Regions from separate parts of the Mus musculus genome. Here region 2 is linked to region 1. Evidence: chromatin contacts called from public HiChIP or PLAC-seq data. All regions are on one chromosome and are shown on one strand. Each heading gives the region's core, a stretch centred on a gene start, on an enhancer-like site or on the middle of the called end of the contact. The rest is flanking DNA. Distances are from core to core; before and after follow the strand shown. Region 1 has its middle 6.9 kb from the start of Tmem179. Region 2 has its middle 14 kb from the start of Gm30298.

Evidence for each region. HiChIP or PLAC-seq counts read pairs in DNA pulled down with a chosen protein or histone mark.
Region 2: a contact with region 1 is called in a FOXA1 HiChIP or PLAC-seq map of pancreatic cancer cells. The contact joins two enhancer-like sites. A contact is called at or near these places in 1 of 39 promoter capture datasets (pre-B cells), 2 of 115 datasets of contacts at active chromatin or transcription factors (embryonic stem cells and pancreatic cancer cells) and 1 of 9 other capture datasets (pancreatic islet).

Annotation. Positions count from the first base shown.
Region 1 is chr12:112,515,046-112,520,995 of GRCm38.p6, forward strand. No RefSeq gene overlaps it. Among named protein-coding and RNA genes, the nearest start is that of Tmem179, 6.9 kb to the left of the region's middle. Within about 2 kb of position 2,051, at least 105 of the 459 cell types and tissues checked have an H3K27ac peak or open chromatin away from gene starts, as enhancers often do. A contact at or near this core is called in pancreatic cancer cells, where this site is marked.
Region 2 is chr12:112,700,483-112,706,625 of GRCm38.p6, forward strand. No RefSeq gene overlaps it. Among named protein-coding and RNA genes, the nearest start is that of Gm30298, 14 kb to the left of the region's middle. Within about 2 kb of position 2,104, at least 64 of the 459 cell types and tissues checked have an H3K27ac peak or open chromatin away from gene starts, as enhancers often do. A contact at or near this core is called in pancreatic cancer cells, where this site is marked.

The sequences.
Region 1 (5,950 bases), core at 801-3,300:
CTCCTTGGGGGTACCTAAGAATTGGGTACTCCCACCCTGCACCTCCAGGGGGCGTCACTAGGCTTCTTAGCAGTGCAGTTGTCTCCCTGGTGCAGCTAAACAGCTCTGGTAAGTACAGTCTCAACAGCCTCTCTCCGCACACATCTTCAGATGTTCCAAAGGCTATTGTGCATCCTGTGTCTGAGCCCTTGGCCCCTCCTCCCCAGTCTACCTGGCCCACTCTGGCATTTCACAACCCTCTGTTTCCCAAGCTATTACTATTACTATCTCTGTTTCCTCAGAGATAGTAATAATGCCTTTTCTCTTGTTATCACAACACCACCAGACCCAGTAGCTTGGACAGCACAAACTTATCACCTGACACTCTGGAAGCACAGAATTTAATCCCAGGTTATGACTCCCCTCTGGAGGTTTTAGGGGAGGATTTTCCTTATCTTTCCCAATTTCTAGATACTTTGCTCCTGACCCTGTAATTCCATCTTCAAAGCCAGCAATGACTGCTTAGGTTCCTCCTGGGCTCCACCTCAGTGATTCTCTGCAGGTAAAAAGGTGACCTGTGCTGATATTGGGTCCAACAGCATGCATCCTACCCTTGAGGTCCCTAAGTTTTCTTATAGAGCCAAGCAAGAGTTTCTTCTAATGTCCTGAGCTCTCCTAACGTACCCTCCCTTAGTTGCTTCAATGCCCTTAGCCACCGTCACATCTACAGGGCCCCCAATACAGTTTGTATATAAAGTATCCCCCCAAAAGCTCATGTGTTGAAGATTTGGTTCTAAATCAGTGGATTCAGATGTTGACAAGAATTTTAGAGCAAGGTCCTCTGGGTATGGCCTGGTCATTGTCATTTTCAAAATCAGACCAGCTGTGGTCATCTGCATATGGCTCTCTCAAGACTGATTCTGCTGACATCCCTCATAGAAAGTGAAGGCTCATGGGTGTGGGAGGCTCAGAGAGTTCTCTATCCTCCCCCAAGGATACGTCAGTGACTGACAACTGCCAGGGAGGGAGATTCATCTTCAGTTGTGTGGCTGCCAACAATTCAGCCATGATCCCATAAGTAACTCCAATTAAACTCCTTGCCTCATCAAGCTAGACTTGGAAGGACCGTTTCTTTGGTCTGTTGCCCTCTGGCAGGAATAGAAATAGACTCCCTAGGAAAAGTCACAGAACACTTGGAACAGGGACTGACAGAACCAGACCTGAGTTTGGAAGGAGCAATCCTTGTTGTGAGTGATAAGATGTGATAACTGAAGCTAAACCATAAAGGGTTAAGCATGCAAGGCAATGGATGTGGCCATCCTTCTCTACGTGACATGGGATCGCATTCCTTCTTGCTGACATGACCATGGTGCTGTCCCTGCTAGGCATGAGAGGACATGCAAAGGAGGCTGCTCCATCTGCAGGCAGGATGTCCAAAAGGAGAAACTCTAGGGTGTCATCTTCTGTGTGTCAATGAGTGACATTGATGGCCATGCAAATGTTGAGACATTCCCTCTATCTTAGTCAGGGTTTTACTGCTGTGAACAGAAACCATGACCAAGGCAACTCTTATAAAGGACAACATTAAATTGGGGCTGGCTTACAGGTTCAGAGGTTCAGTCCAGTATCATCAAGGCAGGAGCATGGCAGCATCCAGGCAGGCATGGTGCAGGAGGAGCTGAGAGTTCTACATCTTCATCTGAAGGCTGCTAGTGGAAGACTCACTTTGAGGCAGCTAGGATGAAGGTCTTAAAGCCCACACCCACAGTGACACACCTACTCCAACAGGGCCACACCTACTCCAACAGGGCCATACCTTCCAATAGTGGCACTCCCTGGACCAAGGATATTCAAACCATCAATCACACCCTCAATGCCTAGTTGATTAGGAAATGTCCTGCAAGCTGTAGAGCGGCAGGTATAGGACAGGCTGGCAAGCAAGCTGGTACGTAAGCGGGCTGTGCTGCTGATGCGTCTCAGCTGCCTGCCCAGAAAGAATGTGCCTAGTAAGAGCAGAGTTACAATGGGAAGAGGACATGTGACTGGCATCCTCTGCATTCACCTCTGACTCAGCAGGAAACGCACGGAGGGGGAGGGGAAAAGCAAATAGCAGTAATGAAGCTCCCTGCAAGTCTGACCTTTACAGAGGAAGAGAAAACCCATGACTCAGCATGCCGCCAGCGTCCTTAATAATGACCCATGCCGGAAACTCCATAATCAGGGATTACTTTGCCTGCAGGCGAGAGAACTCGGGCAAAGCTGTGGGACACGTGGGCGGATGAGATTGGTCTCAGAGCTACGGAAGCAGACAAACTAAAACAAAGGCTGCTTGACCTGAAGCAACACACACAAATAAGTCTTTGATGAAATAATCCACGCCAGCCACTAGGGACCCTTGGCCATCAGCAGCTCGGTCCCGATGAGTATCAGAAACTGGACTAGCGGACAGTAAAACAACTGTTTTTTCTAACTGATGTAGGTGATGGTTGTGTCTCATCCCATTGGAAAGTGGTCACCCTGCCACCAGTGAGGTAGCCCTGCCACTGACCCACCAGCAATGGTCTAACCCTAAATTCCCCTGCCCACAAACATCAGAGTCGAGTGTCTCCCAGAAACCCATCTTGGGATAACGCAATGAAGCAGGCTGTAGTGTGGGGGCCCTGTGGGAACAACAGTCAAAAACAAAACAAAACAAAACAAGAAAACAACCTTGGTATGGTCTGAGACCAGCCAATGCCACAGGGACACAAGAGGGATAGAGTTTTTGCATTCTAAATAGATCAGGGGCTGAGTGTGGCTTTGTCCGCTGTTCTGTTGCCGGGAATCCTGTCAACCAAATGCTAGACAACTGCAGCCCAATCAATTAGACACATAACTGTACCTGCCCCCAGTCAGACCCACGGAGCATATACTTCATGCATTCCAGTGTCTGGTGTGCCCAGTGAAATGTCATGGAGGAAGACAAGCCACAGGACCACTCTGCATAGTCACAGGTGACCCTGCTACACAAGACACACCACCAAGAACGATAAAGCCAAAAGGTGAAAAGATTAGGCTGCACAAAATTGTGAGCCCTCTGTGGTAAAATAGAATACATTATGAATCGAGGCAAAAGATGAACAATAGGCAGAGAGAAAACACTTGCACTTGTCTGAACAGGCGTTTCCACCACTTGAATGTGCAGCGCGTTCTGCAAGTTGATAAGGCAGAGGAACAAGTCTGCTTCCTGGAATACAAAAGACATCTGTTCTTGCTCAAAGCAAGATGTGTGCACAAAGGCTGCTGTGCAAGACTGGCCCTGTCCAGTCCCAGTCTGAAGAAGCCAGCACTCATAGGCCTGGCCAGGAAGGTGTCTGGAGATAAACTGATAGCCTGGGATGAAGCTGGAGCCTGTGCCCTTCCTCTGAGCTGGCTGTGCCTCTCTGACAGACCACCACACCAGTGCCTGCTGCATTTTGTAGAGACATGAGCACAGATGTTTAATCTATATGTTGTAGCCAGTAACGGACATTGCTACTGTTCCTGAACCGGGGACTGGAAAGGTTCTGGCCATCCTTAGGACGGAAATTATGAACTACTGAGCAGCAGTCAGATCTCTGAGAGTTAGCATGTATGATTGTCTGTCACAAAGCTAAATTTAGAGTGCCAAGGTGATGGGTGTAGACACCCTAGGTTGTGTATTAACAGACTTGGTGGTGACACCCATGTTAATCCAGCAACACGTGAATTCTGCTGCTCTTGGTTCCTCATGTCAGGACTGTGGAGAGCTCTGGGCCCACAGCCCTGTGGTGAGGCTTGGGTGTTCTGCTGCTTCAACAGAAAAGACAGGCGGGGAATCTAAAGTATAGAGACTTACTTTCCATGCTGCTCTGGGTGCTATGACGTCCAATGTTGAACAACTGCCTCTGGCGAGGACCTCCTTGCTATCCGACAACGTGGAAAAGGACTGATGTGCCAGGAGAGACAAAATAAATACACTAAGACACACAGGTGGATAGAGACAGAGGTACAGAGCCAGGAGTGCTCACTGCTCTCCAGAGGACCTAAATTAAGTTTTCAGAACCCATTTCTTGTAGCTCATAACTGCTTACAATGTGCGCTCCAGATCCAGTGCCCTCCGTCAGGCCTCTATACAGATACTCTAACTTATGGTATGCATAAATAGTAATAAAATAAAAATTTTTTTTCGAGACAGGGTTTCTCTGTGTAGCCCTGGCTGTCCTGGAACTCACTTTGTAGACCAGGCTGGCCTCGAACTCAGAAATCTGCCTGCCTCTGCCTCCCGAGTGCTAGTATTAAAGGCATGCGCCACCACACCCAGCTATAAATTAATTTTTAAAGCCTAAAAGAACAAAAGACAATCCCCTGCACAGGTTTGCTGGCGGTAGACCGGACACTTGGAGAGGGGAGCTGGAGACTGTGCCAGCATCCCAGCAGAAATGCAAAGGGGATCTCTTTCTTTCTTCTTCCTTGTGAGCGGTCCTCAGTAGCTGAGCTCTGTTCTCAGAGAGGTGTCTGTCACTGGTAAACTCGGGCAGTCTTTGAACTCACTGAGACTCTGTAGTAGAAAGGCTGTCCTCCCTGTACTTCAAATCTTAGGCACATTTATGTCAGATGTCCTCCAAGGCTCTTTGACTGGGGATGCCCAGCCTCCAGCTCTAAGACTGCAAAGGGAGGAGTAGAGAACAACAAAAGAGCCTGAGACTCTAAACAATGTGTCCCTGAGAACAGCTAGAAAGTGAAACATCTCCAAAAGAGGTTGCTACTGATTATCTTATGATGTAACAGTCCCATTGTAAGAGAGAAGCCTTAAGTTCAGCCATGACAAACATATCCATGGAGAAAGAACTTAATCAAAACCTCTTGCTGACTGCCTCATCTTCCCCACTTGGTTTCTGCTGGATATTGTGAGCATCCAATCTGATGACGCTCTCTCTACCTGTTCCTGGTTGTTCTTTCACTTGGAAGCCTGACTTGAGGGGACTGAACTCCACCTGGGACTCTTTCAGGATCTCCAGCCAGCTGCCTGGACAGGGCTTCCCCGGGAGCTGTTAGCTGGGTGCTTTGAGTGCATAGTTTGATGTCATCTATCTGCCATTTGGTATTTATTCTTTTACTTACTGTCTTAGTTAGGGTTTTGCTGCTGTGAACAGACAACCTGACCAAGGCAACTTTTATAAGGACAACATTTAACTGGGGCTGGCTTACAGGTTTGGAGGTTCAGTTCATTATCATCAAGGCAGGAACATGGCAGCATCCAGGCAGGAGTGGTACAAGAGGAGCTGAGAGCTCTACATCTTCATCTGAAGGCTGCTAGCAGAATACTGACTCCCAAGCAGCTCAGGTGAGAGTCTTATAACCCACATCCAGTGACACACCTACTCTAACAAGGCCATACACTCACTGGGCCAAACATATACAAACCATCACACTTGCGATATACTTAATTTTTTTTTAAAAGCTCACTCATTAAAACCCAAAAGCTATTGTAAATCAATCATTCTCTGGACTGTACAGAACACCCCAAACAGATCCTGTCCACCTGACCCAAGCAGAAGGAGGGCAATGTGTACAGGTGTGACCCACCATCTTCCCAGAGAAAAGCTTCCCAAAAATACATTCAGGTGACAGGCCATGACCACAGCAGCCCTATAAAGAGACTCCTTTTATAAGGTGTGGGACTTGAACGTGGTCAGGAAGGAGAGGTGGGCAGGCTATGCAGAGCTGATCAGTGTGAAAATCAGCCTACCCTACCCTCAGTGGAAGGAGCTCAATGTGGCTTTATGCCCCTGAGTACGATGCTTGACCTGGGAGCCCCCATACTAAGTGTGGCTCTCTCCCACTCAGTGTGGCTCCACTGTGACTATCAGAGCTCTGAGGCAGCAGAAAGGACAGGGAACTGTCCCTAGGTGAAGAACTGTTGTCACTCGGTGTGTTCCAGAGAGAAAACCTGACCGGGTACCCCAGCTTC
Region 2 (6,143 bases), core at 854-3,353, 190 kb after region 1:
GTCTCTGAGCATCCCCAGACACGGTTGCTCTACGGGGCGGTGGTACCAGTTTCCCTCAGACCTTGCCTAGACCAGCTCAGGGTTTTATTTTGCTCCTTTGTTAACCAGCCAAATGGCTGCCCCATGGGGCCGCACACATACCGAGGGAGCCGAGGGTAAGCAGCAGGCGTCAACACCGGGAGAGGGAGCATCTGCCACTGCACTGCTGTGCCTTCCGGACCCGCTCGGGCCTGGCTCGGATTCACAGTTTCCCTTTAACGACAGGAATGCTGCTGTGCGTGTTTAATTTTATGTTTGTGCAGATCAAATATCACCCTGTGAGCCACGAGGAGCTCACAGGGGCAGCTGATGTTTGGGGCCAAGTCAGAGCTCGATTCAAATGGGTGACATTTGAGCAGAACAGCTCGCCACCCTTCTAGCATCTTCCCGTGGGTCTACCGTTAGGACAACACCCAGAATCGGCATCCTCTCCCGCCGCTGACCCTCCTCTAGGTCTCTGGGCTCTTGTGGCAGCAGCCTGGGTACCGGCCGGGAACCACAGTAAAGCTTGTTCTTGCTCCGTTCCTGCCGCATCCAGAAGCTTCATGTCCTGCTCCGGAGTGAGCTGGAGCCGGGCAGCCTCCCAGACCCACACTCGCACCACACACTGCATTGTTTCTCTCGGGAGGGGGCACGTGTTGAGGCCATTTGTCTTTTACTTTGAGGGGAGGCGTAAGGGGAAGCCTAGCTGCATCTCCACCTGGGAAGTCTATCTGTCTCTCACACTCTGGTGCAGTCTGTCTAAGGGGTTTAATGGCTTGTCACCTCCCCAGGATCAGGTCCAAGTGAAGTGACACAGTAAAGGAGGGGACTCGAGAGACATGAGGGTAGTAAAGGCTCTGTAAACTGTTCTGACAGAAGACAAGAGGTGACCCGATCCTGAGACAAGGTCACCAGGGTGGGGTAATGCCACGTAGAGGGAAGGAATGTTTTTGTTTTTGTTTTTTTTTCTGATTGGCCATATTAATTGAGACTGAGGGAAAAACAAAGGTTAGTAACTTCATACCAGGCTTCAAAGGAGTGGTGGTTCACTCCAAAAAGATCACACACCCCACCCACATGATCTCACCTGTACTGCCAGCACCCAGGAGGCTATGGCAGGGGGCTCTTGAGTTTGAGACCAGCCCAGGCTTTGTTTATAAATAAACCAGAATGAGCATCTAGAACAGCTGCCATTGTTGATGGTCTATGATGGTCTACTGCCACATCAGGCCCACCCACCTGTGCATCACAGGCCCACCCACCTGTGCATCACAGGCCCACCCACCTGTGCATCACAGGCCCACCCACCTGTGCATCACAGACCCACCCACCTGTGCATTGAATCACACAGCAGCAAAGGGGTGTCTATGAGTTTCCTACTGCTACCAAAGCAAACCACCACAAACCCAGTCACTACAAATGACCACTTCATTCTCTTCTTCTGGAGACCAGAAGACTTGAGGCAATGGGTTGTAGGGTCGATCCTGCTGGAGGCTGTGGAGAGAATCTGTCTCCCTCCTTCCTAGAGGCTCCTTCCCAGGCCCTTCTTATAGATCACAGAGACAAGCATGGACTTCATGCCAGCTGTCACATATGTCCAACTTCAACACACTTTAGATCCACGGACTTAACCACAGGACATGCCCAAGAGTCACTAGAACCCTGTGAGAGGACTTGAGCCTTTTGTCACTTGATGCTCATGGTCTGTGATCTTAGAAACATGATGAGCCCCAGGGATTAAAGAGCGTCAATTTATGACTAGTATATAATAACCCCAGAAAGCCGGGCTGTTCTCCCCCCGGTCCACCTGGATAGTCGCCCATTGGTCCTGGGGGAGGCTTGGAAGGATGCCCACAGAGGACAGCAGTGACTTCCTAACTGTATCTCTTTCCTCAAGTCCAGCCTCTATGGTGGTTAAAGGGCTTTGCGTCTGTTCTAGTTTACTTTACATTGCTGTGATAAACACCATGACTAAAAACAACTCAGCTTACACTTCCAGGTCACAATCCACCCTTGAGAGAAGTCAGGGCAGTAACTCAAGCAGAAACCACAGACAAACGCTGCTTCCTGGCTTGCTCACTCTCTGACTCATACCTAGCTGGCTTCCTCATGCAATGCATACCCACCTGTCCTGGGATAGTGCTGCCAACAGTAGTTCTCCTTACATCTACCAGCCAAGCAAACTTCTTAGTGGTAAAGCTTGATCCATGTCCACACAGGCACTCCAATGGGTATGTAGTGACAATTTTGGAATTTTGGTTTCTTTCAAAACACAAAAATATTCTAAGAATCTAAGAATTTTCATATCCCAGGTGTGGGGACATGGGCTGCTTCAGGCTGTCCACAGCTGCTGACTGGTTTGCCCAGTGCTCTAGCAGGGGCGTGGTTTTGCCTGCTACAGATAGTTTTTGCAAGCGTGTGACATTTGAAACTTTGGGGACATTTAAGAGGGTATATAAATGAGTCCCAAGAGGCAGTGTGGGTTGTTGATTGGTTGGTGGTGGTCGCTGTTTGTTAAGTAGTCATAGAAGAGGAGGGGAAAGAGGAGGAGGAGGAGAGAGAGGAGGAAATTAGATATCTGATGGTGAAGATCAAACTTCCCGGACTCCCCCCAGGAACTTGGTGTCCTTAATCAACCCAGCAGGAAGTAATCTAATGATAACACTGCCTCCTTTCCCCTCCATTCTTCTTTCTCTCCTATCTAGTGATAGGGGATTGGAAGGGTGGAAGAAAAGGTTGCAAGGAAGAAGAACCCACAAAGTAGCAACACAGGTGCTACACAGTGGCTACATGGGTGCACTTACAAGAACACACAGCCTGTGCAGAGATCTCCCCTTAGTTTGACTTTACAAGAGCCTGACTCACAGGCTCCAACCAACACAGAGCAGTAGACTCATGTGTCCATGAGCACTTGGCTCATAGAGACTCCGCTCATGGGAGGCTGAGACCCTCATGTGGGGCAACCATGCCACCAGACAGAAGAACTGGTAAGGTCAAAGCAGATTTAAAAACCCCAGTAAATCTCAAAATTGAGAACAGCAGGCATTAGAGTCAGCTCCTGGCCAGACTATTGGTCCTGAAACATGTGACCACGACACACCACTAAGGGGACCATGACAACAGTCACCTAAACAGCACAAAAAACTAGAGTTCTCCATGCTAATGAGATGTCTAGATAGGCCCGAGTGTTTAGGCAACGAGCTTCCCTTCCTGGGCATCCCTTCCTGCAAAAGGTGTTCAATCTCTGGTCCACCCTGAGTAAGACTTATGCATTTTCTTTTTTTCTTTTTCTTTTCTTTTTTTTTTTTTTCTTTTTTTTGGTTTTTCGAGACAGGGTTTCTCTGTATAGCTCTGGCTGTCCTGGAACTCACTCTGTAGACCAGGCTGGCCTCGAACTCAGAAATCCGCCTGCCTCTGCCTCCCGAGTGCTGGGATTAAAGGCGTGTGCCACCACGCCCGGCTGACCTATGCATTTTCATCTGCCATGAATAATAGTTTGGATAAGCGAGGATTGTCTCCTTCATCAAAGACTGGGGAGGTCTTTGAAGAGCTGCACCCAGACCTCCCATAGATGGCCTCTCTTCCAGCCCCTCAGTACTTCTGGCACTCACTTGGAGATAAGCCAGATTCCACCCCATGGACCCTTGTTCCCAATTCCGTGAGGTCCCAGCAATGTCTGGGTGCACAGGAGAATGGGAACCCCTTTCTCAACTCCTCGAGTTTCCCACTGGCTCTGGGTACACAGGAGTTTGAGAAACACAGCACCCATCCCAGATCTCGCTGTTTCTCACCCAGAACAACATGGACTGGGGCCCCTATCCTAGACTGCACTCTGCCTTCCCAGAGCGACATTCAGGCAGTGCTCTGGCTCCCAACATCATGGCAGACCCGTGGCCTGTCGCCCCAGCACTCTGCCTTCCCAGGGCGGCACATCAGAGGTGTTCGGACACTCTCATTGTTGGCTGAGAGGTAGCAGAGGCTCTCTGGGCCTACGGAAAGCAAGTGTGCACAGCCGCAATCCAAGGGAAGGCCAGACACATCACAAGGCTTCGTCCCACGGTCAAGGCCACCATAGTTACTGATGCAGTGCTATGATCCGATATCTGACAGAAGCCACTTAGTAGAGGAAAGTTTGACTTTGTTCACAGACTTGGAGGGTTCAGTCCCTGAGGTAGTGAAGGCATGATGGGGCAGATTAGATCATGATGGAGGGAGGGATCGAAGAGGCTGCTCCCATTAAGGGCTATGGAGCAGAGGACAGGATGTACAACCTCCAGGATCCCCCCCCCAATGTCCTGTTGTTCTCAACCTGTGGGTTGCAGGGGAAAGGGGGAACGAACCGCCCCTTCACAAGGGTTGATCACATATCCGATATCCTGCATATCAGATATTTACATGACAATTCACTACAGTAGCAAATTTACAGTTATGAAGTAGCAACAACAAAACTAACTTAATGGTCGGGGGTCACCTCCGCATGAGGAACTGTATTAAAGAGTCACACAGCATTGGGAAGGTTGAGAACCACTGCTGTGTTCCTCACGCTGCACCTCAGTTCCACATCGGTTCCACAGCCTCATGAACGGTCCAAGCCCGTGGGGAGCACTTCCAGATCAAATGATAACATTGGCTCTGTGTACCTGGGGGCTGAAAGCTGATAGTGTCATGCATGTCCCCCAATGCCCCGATTCCTTCTCAGGAAGTCCCCTGGCCTTGGCCTTGGGACTTGCTCAAACAATGCAAAAGCCGGCTGCACAGTTGTACCCAGCCTGCATCTCTTACCTAGGACACGAGGGACAAAGGGTTATCACCACTATGGGGGTGAACAGCAACAGCTTCACTACCCAGATGACCCTGAATTCTCAAACCTGCCTTTCAGCACGTTCTGCCACCTCTGAAGGAACAAGCACCTTTACTGTCACACACAGTGACTGTCTGTGTCCCACTGTCCCTTCAGCAAGGTCACTGGGCCACCACCAGATGTTAACAACCCAGTCCCCAGGGCTGGAGAGATGGCTCAGCAGTTAAGAGCACTGGCTGCTCTTCCAGAGGTCCTGAGTTCAATTCCCAGCAACCACATGGTAGCTTACAACCATCTGTAATGGGGACTCGATGCCCTCTTCTGGTGTGTCTGAAGACAGTGACAGTGTACTCACATACATGAAATAAATAAATCTTAAAAAAAAAAAAGCCAACCCAGTCCTCCAAACCCATTCAGAAGATCTTTCTCCTGGGGCTCCTTCTGCACCCCAGGGCTAGCCAATGGGTACTTCTGGGAAGCAGTGTCCACCACAGACACTGGGGGCATTGTAGAGCTGTACTGCCTGGAGGTGTGATTAGATGGGTGAATGGAAGAGTGGATGGTCAGAGGGTAGATGAATGGATGGGCGGGAGAATGGCAAGAAGCATTCATTACTCAATGGCCCATTTTGCCTGTTCCCTACACAGTTTGCTAATCAATGAAGCTAGGAGTTTTGCAAAATAGTAACAGTTTATTCCTGAGTTGGCCAAACATGCTGCAGAGAGACTTACCAGGTGACAGATCAAGGTTCCTTCAGTGGAATCACTAGTAGTCACCTAAAAGCAAATAAGTAAGACTGGAAGGTGGCTCATCGGTTAGGAGCACTGCCTGCTCTTACAGAGAACTAGCTAGAATTCTATTCCTAGCACCCATGTGGCAATTCACAACCACCTGGAAGTCACCCTGGACCCTTCTGCAAGCACCATGCATGTCCGTGGTCCACATACATACACATGGGCAAACATTCACACACATAAATAAATATTAAGAAATAGTAATGAAAGCAAGCAACTAGCAGGTGCCATTGGGGAGCAAGAGCGGGTGGCTTACTCAAGCTTACCTTCCATCTCGGAAGGAAGAGAGGGAAGGCTGCCAAGGTGTCTTCGTAGGTGGATGTCAGGGGTTGGTCATATGAAAACATACTCTTGTGACTGGGGACTGGCTAGGGATGCTGCTGGAGCACAGAATGTGGGAGGCTTGGGTGGGATAGGCTGTCCAGACAATGTGGGTAAGGAGGTTTTGTACCTGTGGGTTGGAGCCGCGACTGCTGTGTTGGCAGAGGTGTTTAAGGAACTGTTGTAGGTGTCTTGCCAAGTGTGTT